Linked DNA regions of Manis pentadactyla: region 1 is linked to region 2. The links are chromatin contacts, called in public Hi-C maps. All regions are on one chromosome and are shown on one strand. The core of a region is the stretch at or near the end of the contact, and the rest is flanking DNA. Distances in the headings are between cores, read along the strand shown. Region 1 holds the start of MCRS1 (microspherule protein 1). Region 2 holds the start of C1QL4 (complement C1q like 4).

Region 1 (3,331 bases), core at 348-2,847, 230 kb after region 2:
GAGTTTAGAGGCCGAGAGAAGATTCTGCAAAGGAGAAATGAGGTTCCCTGCGTCAGGTTTCCAACTGGCCAATCTCCTTACACTGGAACAGGTTCCCCAGGATCCCATAAGCTAGGCAAGACACAAGAAGGAAAGACACAAAGCTCTATTCTGCCAATATGGCCCTGATAAAATCAGTAGCCTTTTGAAGGTCACTGACATCTTTGAGAATATAATAAAAGCTATGGACTCCAGAAAAATGTACAAACACATACCATTTTAGGGAGTTCAAGGGACACCATAATTACTCATAACCTCTAGGTTAAAGGCCTTGACTATAAGCTAACCAGTAACAAGTGATTCTTGGCTCACTTTTCCTTTTCATCAGCTGCCCTCAATCAGTAGCAACACCCTTCCCCTCTCAGGCCAATGCAGGGAAAAGGAAAGGGAGCTAGAACTCCAACCAGTCCTTTTTTTTTTTTTTTCCCATTTGCAGCTTTAGTTGAAGATTTAATGGGGGAATACACTGTGGAAGCTAAAAAATGCGGCTCAGAAACTGAGCGAATTATCAACCGCCCTGGGGGACCTGCTCCTAACCCCGGGAGAACACAGGTAACAGGGACTCGGGAGTGCTCTGCTTGAGGGTTCTGCCCCCTCAGAATAGGGCGGCTCTCTGCGCTTTCCGCGCCGCGGGACAGGATAGGGCTGGAAAGAGGATGAAGGGCCCGATTCCGCGGGCCGACTGAGGTAGGGCCTGCGACCCCTTCGCTCCGCGCCCCTCGTCCTCCCCCGAGGGCACACCCAAGGTGAGGGTTTAGTCCAGGTATGTTTCAGGGGCTCGTAATAGGAGGGGTGACGAAGTCAGCCCTGAAACTCAAAAGCAAAGCACCGAGTGAACCCCCGATGCTCCCGCAACCTTGGTTTATCCCCACGTGCTGGTGGCGGGCGACAGGGAGTCAACTTCCAATTCTCACCCGCTCTTGGGCATGCCACCTTTGCGCATGCGTAACATCTCGGACCATCTTCTAGCCCGGTCCTGCCCACGCATGCGCAGATTTTCGGGGCGCTACGGGGCGGGGCCCCAAATCTTGTGGGGGGTCGTTCCGGGCACCACTCTGAGAAACTCCATTTCACCCCCAACTCTGCTCAGAACCCTCAGAGGCGAACCGCAAGGTCTCACCATTCCTGGGCTTCCAGCTCCAACAATTTCTCCGCGGCGACGGCAGCAGCCGCAGGGCCAAAGCCGGCTTCCGTGAGGTACGTCTACTTCCGGGTCTACGAACTAGGGGCTGCGCAATCTCTTCCGGTTCTCTCCGGCAACGTGTGGAGGGGGCGTGGCCATGGCTGTGCCTGTGTTACCGTTTAGATAATAGCCCGAATTAAAGGCTCTCCCATTGGGAACAACGTATAGGAAAACACCAACGCTTATAGGAAACCAGGGAGTTGCCCAGGTTGAATGGCGTGATTAAAGGGAAAGGAGAAGACTTGGGGTGGGATTAACTGAAGGGCGAGACAGAGCGGGGCGAGGCGAGGTGACTCGGAGGGGCGGGCTCGAGGGTGGGGCCCTACCGCTGACTCTATTTTGACTTCCAAATTACCGGAGACACAGGAGGCTTTCATAGTTTCCCAAGACCAGTATTGCATTTGTCGATGGAAAATTCACTTAAGTCACCTTGAAATAAAGATGGAATTTTAATTTGAGCCTGGCTGAGAATTTATAATCCTGAAGCATTAACTCCTATGAATAGAAGAAATGTTTCAAGAGGTCCAAGTCATACAAAGGTTTTTCTGTCCTTGGGGAGATAGACAAGAAAGAATTTCAAAAGGGGGGTACAACCATTTACATAAAATCTGCAATGCTTAAAAGGATTGGAGTTAATACACATCTTGGCACCAAAGGGGCATTAAGGGAAAAGGCAAACCAGGAGGATATCCAAACAGCAAAGGAGAACAGATGTGTTGATACATACTTTGTTTAGCTTTTAACGTGGTTTTAATTAATGGCATTATAGAGTTAGAAAGTTTTAAGTTTTCAAGGGTAGCCATTTGAGACACCCAGAGTTAATGAAACTTTCAATACTTAGGCCTTGGAAATCTTTTTGCTGGTCCCAATATGGTGGTCAGCTTTTCTTTATTTTACATACTGTTTTATTCCACGGGGGATTTAGAGAACCACTGTTGCGTCAGGCCCTGTACTATGCACAATTTGGGGCAATGACTTTGAGCTGGTTCCAGCTGGAGTTGTGGTGTACAGAAGGGGCAGGGAGGTTGATGTCTAATGAATGGATGGTGGGTCATGTGCCACTTTCCTAGAAGTTAGAGGCCCTTGGAGAAGAAGGCGTGCCCAGTTGGTCCAGTCAGCCCAGCCCTAGCTGGACTGCTGGAGGCAGCTGGGGGACCAATGGAAGCACCTTCAGAGAAGAGTACCCTGGAGGGAGTCTTGGGATAGGAGAACAAGCCAACAGGAAAAGTTGGTAGTTTGGGGGTGTGAGAGCTGCCCTGGGAAACCAGAAAGACTGTCCTCTAAAAGACAGTTTCTAATTGTTTTCTTTTCCCTTGGAGGGGAACAAAAGTGTAGTAGATCCAGAGAAACATACTGCAGCTCGGAGTAAGAAAGATCCAATTCCAAGATGTCCAGCAGTTAGGTCCCTTTGATGGAGGTGTCAAGCACACCACCAGGACATTGCCAGGAGATTCAAGTGTTAGATGGTAGGCTAACCCTTCTGGCCCTGACAGTGTACGATGGCTCTCTGCTTCAGGAGTCCCCACCTCGTTTACTGTCCTCTGATCTTGCTTAATGAGTACTAAGTTATTTTATCTCTCCTGAAAGATTGTGAGCTTTCTGATAAAAGGTGTGATGAACTATACTAGATAAAGGATAGTATCTATACTAGATGAGAGTTATCAGGGAAGTCTCTAAGGAGATAACAATTAAGGCGAGATTTAGCAGTTCATTAGATACCAGTCATGTGAAGAGCTGGAGTGAGATGACCTAGTCAGAGAGGACAGCATAGCTCCAGTGCAGAAAAGAGTGGTGAGTTTGAGGAACAGGAGGGAGCCCAATGTGGCTTCAGCAAGATGATCAAGAAAAAGACAGAAGGAGATGAGAAGAGGGAAGTCACCAGGGGCAGGTCACATTAGCCCTTGTAGTTCATAGTATGGATTTTGGCCTTTATTAATGCATTGGAAAGCTCTTAAATGAGTGCAAGCAAAGACCCAGTTAATTTTTTAAATGATCCTTCTGACTGCTCTTCAAGAAAGGATTGTAAAAGAGGAAGTAGATCAGGTAAGAGGCTATAGCAGCAATCCACGTGAGAGGTAAACCCAGGTAGTTTAACCGGGTTATGGGGGC
Region 2 (3,250 bases), core at 179-2,678:
GCAACTGCCTTGGTATTCTGGGGAGTTATCTAGCCGCCCTGGAGAGACTTTCCAAGTCTGCCGTGGAAGAGGTGGTTGAACTGTGTGTAGTGGCGGAATCTAGGTCAAAAAGTAGTTTTCCCGAGCGGTTTAAATGGAGAGAATTCAGGACCTCTTTCAGGTTTGATGTGTGGAAGTTTCTGTGGCTGGGAGAGTTGGGAAGGCTGGAGACGGCCTAAAGCCTTGGCCAAGTGTCTGAGGGCAGCCACAGTCGGAGTTGGGGGTGATGTGGGGAGGGACTGGGTACTTTCAAAATGTGTAGGAACTTTAGAAAGACCCTGTACGCACTCCTGTTCACTCCTGCAGATCAATGGTCTGAAATTTAAGCTTCTGCTTTTTGTCTGTGTGCTGAGTTCTCAGTTACTCAACTGAAAGCATTTGAAACACACTCCCCTAATTCGGAGTCATTGTAAGAAAACAAAACAAAAAAACAGAAATGAGTGCTAGACTGAAGGGTATGGGAGAACTAGCATTTCAGGGACACTCAGGAAGATCTGCCCTTGATGGTTATTGGAAAAGAAATGGTTATTGTGTTGACCTGGATATAGTCTTAACAATTGCCTTTTTCCATCTCTTAGGGTCTAAGGATAACTCTGGGGCCATGATTCTCACAGGGGACCCCAGATTTCTACACTGAGAAATGTCAGGTGCCACTGGACTTGTTCTGAGACCCTTTCCCTAGAGGATGGCCAAGGGGCTCCTGGTGACCTATGCCCTCTGGGCTGTAGGGGGCCCTGCTGGGCTCCACCACCTGTACCTGGGGCGGGACAGTCATGCACTGCTCTGGATGCTTACCCTGGGTGGTGGTGGGCTGGGCTGGCTCTGGGAATTCTGGAAGCTCCCAAGCTTTGTAGCTCAGGCCAACAGAGCCCAGGGGCAGAGGCAGAGCTCAGGAGAGGGGACACCTCCTGTGAGTCCCATTCGCTTTGCTGCCCAGATGATAGTGGGCATCTACTTTGGCCTCATGGCTCTCATTAGCCTTTCTTTCATGGCCAACTTCTATATAGTGGGCCTCCCACTGGCGGTTGGATTAGGGGTGTTGTTGGTGGCTGCTGTTGGCAACCAGACCTCAGACTTTAAGAACACTCTAGGGGCAGCATTTCTTACTTCTCCTCTCTTCTATGGCTGTCCCATAGCCATCCTGCCCATCAGCTTGGCTGCCAGCATGACAGCCCAGATGCATCGCCGATACAAAGCTTCAGGTGGGCCAGAGAAGCTCAGTGTGAGGCTCTACCGCCTGGGCTTGGCTTACCTTGCTTTCACCGGCCCGCTAGCCTACAGCGCCCTCTGCAATACAGCTGCCACCCTCAGCTTTGTGGCTGAGACCCTTGGCTCCATCTTGAGCTGGTTCAGCTTCTTTCCCCTACTTGGCTGCCTCATGGAGTCTGTCCTCCTTCTGCCTTACCGGGTCGGGAGGCTACTGGTGGGGGATCCTGGCTTCAGCTGCAGCTACTTCCAGGAGTGGGAGAAGCTGTATGAATTTGTCCGGACTTTTCAGGATGAGAAACATCAGCTGGCTAACCAGGTGAGGCCTTTGCCCCTCCCATTCCTGTCTGGGATGGCTTGGGTTGTTAGGCTAAGCCTTACTGGAGTTGGTGCCCATTATGTAGTAGTATTGTTTTCATGTCTGCTGGGTCAGGCCCCAGGAGGGTGTCCTCTCTTCTTTGGGCTTCTGTGTGCAATGGATGAAGATGCAGAAGCTCTGATAGTGAGTGGGAAAAAGATACCTGTGTATTGTTTACTTTTTAATGAGGTATAACATATATAAAGTGTACTAGTTTTATGTACATACCTAGGTATCCAGCACTCAGACCAAGCTATGGAATATTTCCAGCACTAAAAATGTTCCTCTTGCTCCTTCCTAATCTAAACTTTCCTTGGAGGCGGTCTATATTCTGACTTCTATTACTATAGAGTAGTCTTGCCCATTCTTGAACTTCACATAAATGTTATCATTCAGTGTGTACTCTTTTGTATCTGACTTCTTTCTTTCAACATTATATTTTTGTGAGATTTATTCATACTGTTGCATGCAATTGTAAATTCTTTTCTTTTTACTGTTGTATAGTATCACATTGTATGAATATACCACAGTTTATCTATCCATTCTATTGTTCATAAACACTTGTTGTTTCTAGTTTGGGGCTATTCCAAATACAGCTTCCATGAATACTCTTGTACATGTCTTTGGTGGACATGTATGCTTATTTCTGTTGTAAGGTGGTGATCTTGTCAGGGATACAAAGCTCCAGGTTGGAAAATGGGCAGCTGTGATTAAAGGCAAATCCTGATTCTTGCTATGAGATCCAGAGGTTGCCCATGTTTCAAAAGGCTATAGTTCTAATCTGGCTCTGGGCCTTTCCCATGGGCAAATAGAAGCCAGTTCCAGAGATACCACAGTCTGATTAGCAAGGGAACAGGGAGAGTCCAGAGTGCCCTGACAGTTTACCAATTTATGAGATTCTAATTTGTCAGCTTCTGTTTCCCTAAGATTTTGGGCCTCCCAGAGGGGGCAACAAAAGAGGAAATCCATCGGCGATACAGGGAGCTAGTGAAGATCTGGCACCCTGACCACAACCGGCACCGGACAGAGGAGGCTCAGAGGCACTTCCTGGAGATCAAAGCTGCATATGAAGTCCTGAGTCAGCCCAGAAAGCCCAGGGGATTCTGGAAGTGAGAAGAAACTTCCCTTTGAGAATGGACTCTTCCTGGTAGAGTTGGGTAGCTTGTCCCAGCCCAGCATTGCCCATCTGGGGCATCCCAACAGTGTTAAAGAAACTGCTGGCAGTGGAGATGAGAAAACCTTTCATGAGGCAAGAAAGTCATTGTGTTGGAACAATGTATTTATGCTTTGAATTTCTGACTTCTTTGCTATTGTATTCCTGAAAATTTTTTTCTTAAAACCAGACAGTAAAATGAAAGGCATATTATAAAACCAATAACATATATATTAGAGAATATACCACCTTATCCCACCCTGGTACATTGATGTATAGTGGAGAAAGTTAATTTAAAAGAATTTTTTTTTAATGTGCAAGGAACTGAGTTAGGAGGTTAAAGGAAAAATATGAAGGTTCTAATATTTCATAAGCTGTCCTGTGACAAGAGGGATTTGATTTAGTCTGTGGATTACCAAAGGGTAAGATTGGGGTTCAGTTTCAAAATTTCAGAAAAAGTATCTTAATTCCATTTATAGGAAAGCTTTCCAGGA

What was found. Hi-C and Micro-C count contacts between places; a contact is called where the count stands out from the background.
Region 1: a Hi-C map of fibroblasts shows a contact between it and region 2, with 2.1 times the contacts expected there. The contact joins the promoter of MCRS1 here to the promoter of C1QL4 in region 2. A contact is called at or near these places in 2 of 3 Hi-C or Micro-C datasets (fibroblasts and skin fibroblasts).

What each region holds. Positions count from the first base shown.
Region 1 is chr10:32,321,368-32,324,698 of mManPen7.hap1, forward strand. It overlaps MCRS1 (microspherule protein 1), which reads right to left and starts at 1,598. Exons shown (of 15, transcript XM_036891218.2): 1 at 1,160-1,598; 2 at 1-24.
Region 2 is chr10:32,096,261-32,099,510 of mManPen7.hap1, forward strand. It overlaps C1QL4 (complement C1q like 4), which reads right to left and starts at 1,429. Exons shown (of 2, transcript XR_008991957.1): 1 at 1,292-1,429. DNAJC22 (DnaJ heat shock protein family (Hsp40) member C22) reads left to right here. Exons shown (of 3, transcript XM_036891322.2): 2 at 618-1,564; 3 at 2,531-3,250. The coding sequence starts at 725. The coding sequence ends at 2,716.